Regions from separate parts of the Sus scrofa genome. Here region 1 is linked to region 2. A link is a contact called in public promoter capture Hi-C data. All regions are on one chromosome and are shown on one strand. Each heading gives the region's core, a stretch centred on a gene start, on an enhancer-like site or on the middle of the called end of the contact. The rest is flanking DNA. Distances are from core to core; before and after follow the strand shown. Region 1 holds the start of CCDC34 (coiled-coil domain-containing protein 34). Region 2 holds the start of LGR4 (leucine-rich repeat-containing G-protein coupled receptor 4).

Evidence for each region. Promoter capture Hi-C pulls out the DNA fragments that hold promoters and counts their contacts.
Region 1: a promoter capture Hi-C map of liver shows a contact between it and region 2, with 3 times the contacts expected there. The contact joins the promoter of CCDC34 here to the promoter of LGR4 in region 2. A contact is called at or near these places in 2 of 5 promoter capture datasets (fetal liver and liver), 13 of 47 Hi-C or Micro-C datasets (embryonic fibroblasts, epiblast stem cells, fetal heart ventricle and 6 more) and 2 of 2 datasets of contacts at active chromatin or transcription factors (alveolar macrophages and skeletal muscle).

What each region holds. Positions count from the first base shown.
Region 1 is chr2:32,981,442-32,988,021 of Sscrofa11.1, reverse strand. It overlaps CCDC34 (coiled-coil domain-containing protein 34), which reads right to left and starts at 3,922. Exons shown (of 6, transcript XM_003122907.4): 1 at 3,479-3,922. The coding sequence starts at 3,822.
Region 2 is chr2:32,868,095-32,874,710 of Sscrofa11.1, reverse strand. LGR4 (leucine-rich repeat-containing G-protein coupled receptor 4) reads right to left here and starts at 2,874. Exons shown (of 18, transcript XM_021083233.1): 1 at 2,129-2,874. The coding sequence starts at 2,313. It overlaps LOC110259286 (a long non-coding RNA gene), which reads left to right and starts at 1,910. Exons shown (of 3, transcript XR_002341534.1): 1 at 1,910-2,048; 2 at 3,136-3,512; 3 at 6,000-6,616.

The DNA of each region.
Region 1 (6,580 bases), core at 2,673-5,172, 110 kb before region 2:
AACACCTAGCCTGGGAATCTCCATATGCCATGAGTGGGGCCCTAAAAAGACCAAAAAAAAAAAGGAGTCCCCCCCCCACCCCCCGAGAGCTCAGCAGAAACGAATCTGACTAGCATCCATGAGGATGCAGGTTCAATCCCTGGTCTCACACAGTGGGTTAAGGATCTGGCGTTGCTCTGAGCTGTGGTGTAGGTTGCAGACATGGCTCAGACCTGGCGTTGCTGTGGTGTAGGCCTGTGGCTGCAGCTATTTGACCCCTAGCCTGGGAATCTCCATATGCCTCAGAGGGTGCAGCCCTAAAAAGACAAAAAAAGAAAAAGAAGGAAAGAAAGAAAGGAAGGAAGGAAGGAAAGAAGGAAGGAAGATCAGTGAGATCAGTGTTTTTTTTTTTAATGACACTTTAAATATTAAATTTCTTGCCTCATCAGTTTTAACAGATATATTCAAAATGTATCGCACATTCACCTCAGCTCTTCCCATAATCAAGAGAAGCTAAAGCAGCTGTTTATGACCAGGATGCTTATGAAGGCATGGGATTCCTAATGGAGACAGTGTATAAAAACCAACATAAAACTGAATAAAGAGAAAGTCTAATGCATATTATGAAAGATCCCAGGAAAATACTTCTCATCTTGTCTGAAGTCACCTGTGAGCCTCATCACAGCCCTGTCCACCACACTTAAAGCTCACTGCATCCTCTAAGCACAGCTCTATATACCTAAAATACCTGGATCTCAACTCCATCATATGCAACTGAAGCCTGAGTGTGTCCCCAAAAGCCTTACTCTATTAGTTTTGCCATAGTCACATCCCTGTGGCAGGTGAAGGATGGAAAAAAAGGTATAAAATCCCACACAGCTCTAGGTTCATACCCTGGGTCACAAGAGGAAGCTCAATGCCCAGAACTATGGCTGGACTAAGATCACCCCCAAACTGTTCAGGGTACCAACTAAAGGTGAGCAGAGCAGTAGGGAGGAGGAATGAGGAAAGGTTACTGAAAAGAAGTGCTAGGTTTTCTGAAGCATTTGAAAATAATCACTGCACCCATCTGTTCTCTAGGAAATAAGACACATTCCTTCAGCACATGTTTGTTGAACACCCAGTAAGCATCTGACACTTGCCACATACAGGCTTGACAACTTCTGGATTCTTTCCAGACCACATACTACCTATTGCTTTGATTCAGAGGGAAGGAACTGTGATAAGGAAGGCAGCTTCAGCCCTAGGATGGTACCAGCTCATTAGGGTTTTGGCTAAGGTTTGCAACAAATTTGATCAGCTCCTCCCCTGATGAGCTCCATTTGGTCAGGGCTTTGGCTCTTAGAAAAACTAGTGCAAGGTCTCAGAAGCTGAGCTGTAGGGTTTTTTGCTTTTTTGTTTAAGGCCTGCACCTGCAGTACATGGATGTTCCGAAGCCAGGGATCTAATCAGAGCCACAGCTGCGGCAACACAGGATCTACCCCACTGCACTGGGCCTTGACCGGCTTTACCACAGTGGGAACTCCAGCTCAGGTGTAGTTTTGATGACCATCACACATTAGGTTGCCAAATTGTGTCTACGTTGCTTAGTCCTGTTGATTAGGCTCAAATGGCGTTTTCTAAAGCCTTGAAATTTATTTTCAAAATCTTTGGGACCGGAGTTCCCGTCGTGATGCAGTGGTAAAGGAATCCGACTAGGAACCATGAGGTTGTGGGTTTGATCCCTGCCCTTGCTCAGTGGGTTAAGGATCCGGCATTGCCGTGAGCTGTGGTGTAGGCTGCAGACACAGCTCGGATCCTGCGTTGCTGTGGCTGTGGCCATGGCCGGCAGCTACAGCTCCGATTAGACCCCTAGCCTGAGATCCTCCATATGCCGTGGGAGCAGCCCATGAAATGGCAAAAAATGACAAAAAAAAAAAAAAGAAAATCTTTGGGACCAACTTAGTTCTGAGAAATCTGTACAAAGGCCTACAGGAAAATGGACTCCTGAAACTGTTTCTTGTTGCTACAACCAGTCTGGACACATGGCTTAGCTTGGTTTCTCTTACTGATCTCCATTCCTACCAGTGTACTTACTTTTCACTTCTCATTTCTGGAGACTCATTGTTGTAACTGAGTGAGTCACTTCATATGGCTCTATATTCCATTCACTTACTCTGGGTATGAAAGCTTTGTAGTAAAGGGGACTATCTGGTGGTTTACACATAAAGCAAGGGTTCTCTGGCCTGTATTTCTTAGATCTCCTATATTGTGCTTTGTGCAGCTTGACAATCAGAAACTTTCTGAAGATGATGTAATGATTCTGCCCCCAGACCTGCATCACTAAGCCTGTCTCACAAAACATATTCCTGCAGACTGGAGTTCCCACTGTGGCTCAGTGGGTTAAGAACCACTAGTATCCATTCCTGGCTTCGCTCAGTGGGTTAAGGACTCAGTGTTGCCACAAGCTGCAGCGTAGGTCACAGATGCAGCTCAGATCCTCCGCTGCTGTGGCTGTGGCGTAGGCTGGCATCTACAGCTTCAATTCGACCCCTAGCCTGGGAACTTCCATATGCCACAGGTGTGGCCCTAAAAAGAAGAAAAAAAAGATATACCTGCAGAGACAGGCCCTTTGCTCCTATTTCTATATACCCAACAATAGGCATGTAGCATAGAGAAGAGAAAATATGATCAGCATACCTTGGTATTAGGCTCAGCTCTGCTAATAACTAGGTGTATGCCTTTGAATTAGACTATTTGTATTCTGAGCCATGGTTTGATCCAATCTGTGAAATGAGCGGCTTAATCTAGACTTTAATTCCATGAGTAGAGACCATGCCTATTTTGTTTATGGGCCTCAGTATCTAGACTAGTATAGGGTACAAACCGCCAAATGAACAACTGTAGAAATAAACAAATTAAGATGGCTTTAATAACCTCTTTGATTGTAACATTCTTTGATTCCATGACTTCTACTGTTAAGTGCTCAGAGCAGACCCAGCATTGTCTGTAGTTGCTGGGGTTGACACTGCTAACTTCTGTGCTTCAGCTCCTTATTTATGACATAAAATGAATACTGCTTACCATAACCTGCTTCACTGACAATTGCATTTTTTCAGAATAGCTACAAATATTACTAACATGCAGTAATCCACATTTTGGTGTTAAGGGTTTGGACAAGAGTCCTAGTGTCCATAATCTGACTTTTTAGGTATTCATAAAACTCATGAAATTGTAGCAAGATTTTGTGTTTTTAAGACGATGTGTGTTTCCCTTAGGAGTGAGACTGTAGCAGTCATCGAATTTTCAGGAAAAAGGATTAAAAACGATGGGAAAATTGTGGTCATGTGTAAGAATCAGCCCAGGGCTCTAGGTGCCAAACAAGCAGCACCTGTGGATGCAGAGGCCCGTGCAGCCTTTGAGAGGGAAGACAGGTGGGTGTTAGGCCAACAGAGGAAGGTACTTAGCAGGGTCCAAAGAATCTTGAGAGGGGCTGTATTGGCCGGCGGCCTTGGTTTACCTGGCGCACCCCTGTAACTCCATTCCTCTCAGGCTCTCCACCTGGTCCTCTGAGTCATGAGCATCTTCGTCCACATCTTCCTCCTCCTCCTCCCCGTCACCATCGTCGTCGTCCAACGAGAAGCTCTGGTAGCCGAGGGGAGACAACAGCGACAAGGTGGAATTGCTGCAGCTCAGCGGCGGCGACAGCGAACACACCTCCACCGCCTCCAGCCCCTGTCCCCGGGCGCCCTCCATGAGGGCGGAGAAGGAGCCGGAGGAGAGCCGAGACCTGGACCTGCAGGCGGCCAAAAGCCGGGTGTCCGGAAGGGGCGAGGTAGCCCTCCACCGCCCGGCGGCCCTCATCCGGCCCGCCAAGTTCAAACCGGCGGAGCGGAGGTCTAGACGTGCTCTCCCATCAGGCCCTGCGCGTGCCGGCGCGGCCAATCCGGGCCGGCGCTGTCCCTACGTTGCCAGGGCGACGCGTGGAGGCCGCCTATGCTTTGTCCGGGCCTGCAGAGCGTGGCTTCGTGCGCCAAGTCCCCGCCTCCTCCCTGGCTTGGACGTGCACTGCTGCTTGTAATTTAACCCCGAGCTCAACTCCCCGACTAGGTCCTGCTCGTGGCTGACAGCTTGGAGGGCCCGTGCCTTGTTTGCTATGGTGGTGTAGTAGTTCCTTTGGTACAGGAACTGTGCCGTCACTGAATAAGGCACATACTTTTAGGAGGAACTAGGCAGAAGCCAAAAGCCAAAACTACCCCTACATTACAGGGTCAGGGCTACAAGGATCAGATGTGATTTCTCTCAGCAAATGGCCACAAGTGGGTGTATTTTAAGGGCTGGGGGCGAGCCATATCCAAATTTACAGGTGTATCCAATAATGTACTTTTGGTAAAATCTTTCATTGTTTTTGGTAGCACCTCGTCTGCCTCGCATCTTAGAGGAATCCTCGTTTGTTTATGCATGTGAATATTGGGGCTTCTCTGACATCTCTTGTGTACTAGGATCTGTGCTAAGGACTGATGATATATAAGGTAAAAGCCTTGCGATTACATTCTTTGGTGGTGAAGAGCCATACCATTAAAATATTCTGTGATAGGCATTTGATGAGGAATGAAAAAAACTTTGTGGGACCTTGGAAGGAGCACTCTCCTCTTAGGAACTAGGGATGGGGATGAAGGCAGTCAGGGAGAGGTGATAGACACTAAAGTTGCTTTATTAATGCTGACAAAACTGTGTACACGTGTAAGTAAATGGGCTTTGTTCAGCTCATAATGCTCATTGTTAGTAGAAATATCACAAAATGAAAACAAAGAGTAGCTAAAGCAGCACACAGAATTTGTTACTGACCAAAAAGTGATACAAAATCTTTGACGAAATTTAGATCTGCAAATTTTGACACCAGAGAATTATATACAGCAAATAACAATAACCAAGGGTAATTCAGAAGGCAGAAGCTATAATTAATAAAATATGATGTGGTTAAAACTATTTAAACGGAATGTAAATTTTGTTAAAATTTTCAGTAAAAGCATTAAAAATGGAAGAAAACCGAAGCAATTCGAGTAAGAGAGGAATAAAGATGGCTTGAATTTTCATACTCTATTCCAGTTATTCAGTATTGGCGTGTATCTGGTTAAAACCTTTTAAGAGAGCATCTCTAGAGTCATTAACAGCAACAGAAGGCCCTGGGCCACTTCAGCGCTTCACAAAGGAGTAAACTTGAGAAGCTATTCCCAACAGACTTCACCAGCCATTACTGAAGCATAATAGGAAAAAAACATATTTTGATAGGAAAGGGACTGGATTTGAATCAGTTGTTTTCCTCTTATTTGCTAAGTTTCCTTAAACAAAGTTGTTTTGCCTCTCATGTAAAAATCTTTTACAGATTTACTCTTCTGTAAAACAGGGACATAATCTAACTCCTCGTCATATTATCTCATTGATTCTCAAAGCTTCTAGCATAGGACCAGAAGAGAGATAATGGTAAAGTGTCATTTAGACTCCAAAACTGTTCCACTGTAACTTCTTGGTATGGGAATCTAAAATGTTTTAAACAAATTATGCCCTTTCCTTGATGCCTCGGAATCATAATCATGACCAACCATTGCATTATGCTGCAGCAACCCTGGAGCCATGAGGCTAAGAGCTGCTGGTATTGGTGCTTGAACATAATCAAGTCCTGTGGTCTCCTTTCTTACAGCACATTTTCATTACTGGAGCTCAGAAACCATAATCAGTTTTGGTAGAATTATATAAAATGTATAAATAAGCTCAAAGAGGGCCTCTCCCCTTAGGATTCAGAGTATTAGTACCTTCTCATTTTCACGTTCCTGGTATATTTGAGATAATCTCTATTTTTTGCTGGCTTCGTAACTTCCTATAAGGGAAGAGTAATCTTGGCTTGAAAATCTGTTACAAAAATAACCCTGCTGAGTTCCCACTGTGGCTGGACATAGTCTCTGTGAGGATGCGGATTCCATCCCTAGCTTTGCTAAGTGAGTTAAGGATCCAGCATTGCTGCAAGGTGCGGCATCGGTCACAGATACAGCTTGAATCCAGTGTTGCTGTGGCTGTGGCTTATGCCTCAGCTGAAGCTCCAATTTGACCCCTAGCCCAAGAACTTCCATATTCCATGTGGCCATAAAAAGCAGAAGAAACAAAACAAAACAAAACAAAACAAAAAAACCCAAAAAACCAAAAACAAACATTACCAAGTAATAAAATTTAAAAAAAAAATTACCAGGGAGCCCTATGGCAATATATTACACAACTTAGAATACTGTATCCCTGGACATATTGAAATATTTTCAGATGAGACAGTATGTCTTAGATTTACATCAAAATAATCCAAAAGGGAGTTCCCATTGTTGTTCAGCAGAAACGAATCTGACTAGTATCCATGAGGTAGCAGCTTTGATCCCTAGACTCGTTCAGTGGGTTAAGGATCCGGTGTTGCCATGAGCTGTGGTGTAGGTCGCAGACATGGCTCGGATCCTGCGTTGCTGTGGCTGTAGTGTAGGCCAGTGGCTAAAACTCCATTTCGACCCCCAGCCTGGGAACCTCCATATACAGAGAGTGTGGCCCTAAAAAGACAAAAAACAAAACAAAAGCCCCAACAACA
Region 2 (6,616 bases), core at 1,625-4,124:
AAGACTTTTGAGATCAGTGGTTTCCCAAAGTGCAAATACACTGCCCTTGAAATGCCATTTACAGGGGCCTGTCACATAACATACTTTCAAGGGTGAAATGAAGAAGATTCAGATGAAATAAGGAGTTATCAGGATGAACAATTCCTCTATAGGTCACAAAGGGAAGAAGAGAATATAACACATTTGCCCACCATCACGGCCCAAAGTGCTATGATGATGCCAGTTTAGGCAATCTGATCTGGATTGGTGCCAATTACTTTTCTGTTTCCCAGGCCATGAACAGTTGCTTTTGTAAGGCTCAACGTTGAGAACACGGCATTTCACTACCTTTCATGAATTCTAAAGAAAGATGTCTGATGCTCTATAGCAAAGGGTGTGCTCTCATAAAAATGTGATATTTCTTAGTGGTTTTTAGGTACTAATGTAAAACAGCCCTTTTCCTTATAGGGCAAGTCTAGTCATTAAAATTCAAGGAATCTGCTAAACAAGGTCTTTACAACTGGTCAAAACAGTAAAATTACACTTTTCTCTTAGAGGCTTGAAAGAGGTTTCAGGGAAATGCACCTCTCCTGCATGGATTCCCTAAAAGTTTGAAGAGGTCTTGGAGGAAAAAAAAAAGTCCCATCCCCTCTACCCAGTCTTCTTTCCCTCACTTCACCCCACTCCCACGCAAATTTCCCATGTAATATACCTTTGTGGGCAAATTCACTGAAAAGTTAACGTTTTTCCAGTGGAAATGTTAAATATCACCATACTGAAGGAAAATGACTTCAAATACATAACTAACACCTGAGGCAAGGGGGGGGGAAGAGGGGGTGGGGGGTGCTGGTGGCCAAAGACAGGTTCCACAGCAACTGGCCACAACATTTGAAAAAATGACAACAACAAAAACCCCATTGGCAGAGGACAAGCAGAAAACTGCCCACCACCCACCTGGAAACAGCAACTGCTGTGGCCTGCACCAAAAGGATTTCTTCACAGGGTCTGTTACTTCTTTACAACTGCCTAATTCTAAAAGGTACCTCTCAGATGCTACCAGGGAAAAGGAAATTCTCTTCACCCCAAGGCCTCTCTGAATCCCTTCCTCTCTCAAACACTTCTTTCAATGCCCTTGATTTAATCTGGCCACACAACACAAGGGAGAACAGGGGCATACACCAGACCCTGGACTTAATTATTCTTTCTCTGTTGGTGCCATGTGCCAACACCACGTCCTACACCTATTTCAGATTCTTTTTTCTGAAGCAAGTATCTAAAGCTCTCTGTCGCTGTTTGCGGAGAGGGGTTTTGGAAGTCAGGACCATTTAAGTGACGTTCCCAACCTCAGGCAGCTCAAAAGAAAAGTTCCTATAGTTAAGGAACTGCAGGAAACTGCTGTCTACCTTTTGAGGTGGGCAGAGTTTATGCTCCGGGACTTTCATTTTCTTCCAACATCCTGTACTTCAGGTCAGCCTTCCTTCTTTAAAAGGCCTTGTTGGATAAGAGTATTTCACCCAGAGAAACCTGCAATTTCCCCTCCGTCTCCCTTGTTTTCACCCGGCTCTCCTGCGCGCTCCAGAACCCTGAGCTTTGCTGGTGAGTCCAGAGTGAAACTGGACAGAGGTGCCAGGCAGGTGGCTCTCCTTGGACAGGACCAAATGGCAAGGTGATTCGCCCTGACCACCATACAGGTGTTTCTTTTCCCCACATGCTGGAACCCAGGAGGCTCCAGGTGCTTCCCACGAAACGTGCCTCGGTCTCAGACTCGGGCCAAGTTCTAGGCGTCCTCACCCCCGCCGCCTGCAAAGCTCTTGCCAGCTGAGCAGAGAGGCCCGGTGAGAAGAGAAGGTCGCGTGAAAAGGCTGCCAGGGGCAAGCGTTTCCAGATTCCTCCTTCCTCCTTGGCCCCAGATGCACTCGGGGGGTGGGGATGATCGTACTCGACAAGTATGGGGAGAAGAGCTACTTGGGTCTCGGACCCGGGCTGGCAAAGCTTGGAATGTCTGCGGTGCCTGAGAGGGTGCCAAGGAGGTGACGGCGCCCGCTCTCCTCCGGACACCGGAGGGTGAGGTGAGATCGGCCACTGGCTCCGCCCCCGGCGCCCCCCCACCCCGAACCCCCTCCCCAGCGTCCCAGCCGCCCGCACTCACAGCGCTTGGGTGAAGGCGCTGAGCCCCTCGGGCACGGCCGTCAGCCCCTTCCCGGAGCAATCTACCCGACGGTCGCCGTCGCAGCTGCAGGGCGCCGAGCAGAGAGAGGGCGCCGCGCCGCTGGGCTCGGCCGAGCAGCGCAGCCCTAGGGCGAGGAAGCAGAGCAGCCCCAGCGGGCCCGGCATTGCTGCGGCCGCCTCCCGCGTCGGCCTCTCCCGCGGCGCCGCTCGCTCGGCGCGTCTCCGACGCCCTCCGACGCCCCCCGCCGCCCCGGGCGGCAGGCCTGCGGGCTGGGCCGGGGGCTCTGCGCTCTCCGCAGTCGCGCGGGCTCGGCCCCTTCAACAGTCCGCGGCAGCAGCGAAGGGACGCGGCGCTCCGGAGTTTCTCCCTTCCCGCTGCTCCATGGAAGCGCAGAGGCAGTCCCGCTCCTCCGGCGGCTCAGGCCAGCCGGCTCGGCCGGGCGCAGCTGCGGGGGCCGCGCTCTGCCATCGCACCCGCCTCCCGGTCCCAGGCCTCACGCCGCAGCCGCTCTTCAAGGTTGCGGAGCGCAGCCTTCAGCCATGCCGGCCCCTCGCCCCAGCCCCCGCCCGGCTCTCGCACAAACACCCGGGCAGTTTCTCGCTCTCTCGCGGCCGCGGCACAATCTCCTCCCGTCCTTTTTCCCTTCTAGGGTTGCACGCACGGGTTCCCAAGCCCCCAGCCACTGGGTTATGCAAATCACTTAGGTACATGCAAAACTAACCCCTCTCCCGGAGCGCCATTGGCCGGGGGAGGTCTCGAGCTTATTACTATGCAGGGAGGGGAGCCGCCATTGGCCGAGAGTGAGACCAGAGGGGCGTGTTTATCGGGCGTGAGTGACAAGGTGGTAGTGGTGGTGGTGGTTCAAGACAAAAAATCCCTGACTTGGCTCAATTTGCGTGGCAGGTTGTGGGTTGAAGGTAGAAGGATTTAAAGACACTGAATCTGGTTTTTCCTCCCCTCCCTCCCCCGTCTTCTTCCCTCTGCAGAAATCGGATCTCCTAAATTGGATGACTTGAAAAGTAGAGCTTGCCTCCAGCATTCAGTTAAATTTCAAATGACTCCACTCTTCCAAACGGCAGCGAGGACTTTGGGAGCTGTGCAAATGGAAAAAAGATTTTGAGGAGGGAGAAGGTTTCTCTTAATCTGACATAAATATTTGGGTTTTAGCTATATGCTAAATTAAAAGAGTGTAACCTCACTAGCCTTTCTCTTCACCCAATATCTTTATACCATCTTGATGTGCACTCGGTGACTATGTCTTAGCAATTAACTGTCCATGGTACAGAGTTTTGGTGACCGCAACTCAGACTGCTTTCTCGTCTACTTTAAAATCCCAGAACACAGGAACACAGGGTTAAAGAAGGTAATGTTTCTGAACACTGCACAATTTCTCCAGACAACAAAATATTTGAGTGCTAGGTAACTACCCTTGAGAAACCAGCAGCAACCTTGGTGTTAGGCAATTATCAGCATTCCTTCCTCTTTTGGACTTCTAGGGCTTAATAGATCCTACATTATTACTATCATTGTTTGTACCAAATATTGCTTTATGGGTCCCTCTTTTCTTGCTTTTTACTATGCCTTTAGGTCGTTTTACTTTATTTTGAAGTCATTTTCCATGAATGGTTTAAGGCAGGCAGGGTTAAAAATGTCACTGTCGTGGGTTAATTACTATGCCATGTAGGTAAAGAATTACTTACTTGAAAATTACTTTCTCTCCATTAAAGAAAATGGAATCAAGTCGATGCAGACTGTAAAAGTTTAAAATGAAAGTTTTCCATTATCTTTACATTTGGGAGTTTATCTTTAAAAATAATGCCAGAGAGTTCCCGTCGTGGCTCAGTGGTTAACAAACCCAGCTAGTATCCATGAGGATCCCTGGCCTTGCTCAGTGGGTTAAGGATCTGGAGTTGCTGTGAGCTGTGGTGTAGGTCGCCAATGCGGCTTGGATCCCGTGTTGCTATGGTGTAGGCCAGAAGCTACAGCTCTGATTAGATCCCTATCCTGGGAACTTCCACATGCCACGGGTGTGGCCCTAAAAAGACAAAAAATAAAATAAAAAACTACAAATAAAAATAATGCCCAGTTGGGCATATGACTAGCATACAATAAATTTGCATGCTAAAAGAGTCAATACATACAGATATGCCTTGACTTCAAATTTTAGAAATGACCTATTTCCTCTAATTGAAGATCTGAAAGAGAACTTAAAGGTAGATGGACAACCTTCTGGTTTTATAGATAAGAAATCTGAAGCTTGCAGATACTGTGCTCTGTCCAAGATCATCACAGAACAGCTCCTAGACTCCTGGTTCCTTGTATATTGCCCTTGGAGCCTTCACTCCATTGGCTTCCATTGTCTAAATCATTTCCATTATTTTCTAGTGACACTCAAGAGCAAGTGAAGTGAGGAGAAAATTGCTAATTTTCTTTTTTTAAAACTTATTTTTTTTTCCACTGTACAGCATGGGGACCAAGTTACACATACACGCATATATAATTTTTCCTCTCGTTGTGTTGCGATGTAAGTATCTAGACATATTGTCCTTTTGCTATTTCTTTGGGCCACCTCCGCGGCATATGGAGGTTCCCAGGCTAGGGGTCTAATTGGAGCTGTAGCCCCCGGCCTACGCCAGAGCTACAGCAACGCAGGATCCGAGCCGCGTCTGCAACCTACACCACAGCTCACGGCAACGCCGGATCGTTAACCCACTGAGCAAGGGCAGGGACCGAACCCGCAACCTCATGGTTCCTAGTCGGATTCGTTAACCACTGCGCCACGACGGGAACGCCCCTAAAAACTTATTTTTATAGGTGGATTGGGAAATGTCTCTGCTAGTCATGCCCCTCCAAAGAAATGTCCACTTCTAAATTTCCTGGGATAGTTTTGAAGCTTGTTTGATTCTTTTAACACCTCTCATTAATAACAACACTGAAAGGTGACAGAATTTCTCTTGCCAAGACATCACTATCTTCTGCTAGGGTTTTTTGTTTTTGTTTGTTGTTGTTTTTGCTTTTAGGTCTGCAGGCACAGCATATGAAAGTTCCCAGGTTAGGGGTCAAATCTGAGCTGCAGCTGCCAGCCTGTACCACAGCTACAGCAACACCAGATGCTGAGCCATATCAGTGACCTACACTGCTGCTTGCAGCAATGATGGATCCTTAACCCACTGAGCAAGGCCAGGGATCAAACCCTCATCCTCATGGATACTAGTCAGGTTCTAAACCAACTGAGCCACAACAGGAACTTCTGCTGGTTTTTTATATAACAATTATATGTTATACTGATTGATTGTACTTTAACCAAATAACTCATTTCCTTTCTTTTAAAGTCATTGTTTTTCAACTTTAGTAAGCCTAAGAATCACATGCAAAGCTCGACTGAAATTGTGGAGTGACTTATTAGGCCTGGAGGGAGCCTTGAAATCAGTATTTTGATGCATGTCAGGGGAAAGTGATACAAGTGGTCCTTGAACCACATTTCAGGAATTTTATTCTTTACTTTCAAGGAATAAAATCTTAGGACTGCCACCTTAGGTGAAAAGAGAGAAATGGATTTATGAGAAAGGAGAGATGTAGATTTTATTGGATGATAAATTCCTGTTATCTATCAGATGAAGAAAGTAAAGAAGGAGGATTCAAATTTGCAGCTTGTCCAAGACAAAATATTGGGAACAAAGGACTTAGGTAGAGAAAAAAAGAGGTAAGATATGTTAACATGTCAGTATTTCTTATGGTTACTACATAATATATGCTTTGCTTTAAAGATAAACTGGCCAATTAGTCACTTTTGGGATAAGATACCCCAAGAGAGAAAAATAAAAATTATTTTTAAACCTTGATTTTTCAGATACTATCCCAGACAACTAAAGAAAAACAATCAGCTCTAACACAACCCATAAGGACCCTCAAATCAGGATGAACCAAAATTTGACGGCAAGCAAAAAATAAACTTAATGGTGACTCTGCCTCCAGACTGGTTTTTCTTTCTAGTTTTCCATGGCCACAGATGAGCCATGAAATGTGTAGCATCTGCAGGCTGGATCAGAGGAAGCAGAGCCTGGCTACAGCACCTCTGCATTGCAGGGTGCTTTTGGCAAAGAAGGAGGCACCCCCTCCCGGGAATGCTCACCTTGGGGCTTTTGTGCAAAGGGCACAGGGCATGTTGACTCACTGACAAGCTGGACTTTGGTCCCACTCACCCCCTTACCCAGACATGCTTGTAAATACAGAGCCCATGCAAGTGTATGCAGAGGCCAGACCTGCAAGTACTCCATTGAGGAAACCACTGGGAGATTGTGGGGGTTCTCTGGCAGTGCTCCAGTAACTGGATTAAAGTCCTCAAACATACAGAACTTCACTTTCTGTAAAATATTGCTAACTTACAAAAAGAACAAAAATCTGAATTCATACCAATCAGCTTAAGAAATAGGATATTGTGTTCCTACCATGGCACAATGAGTTAAG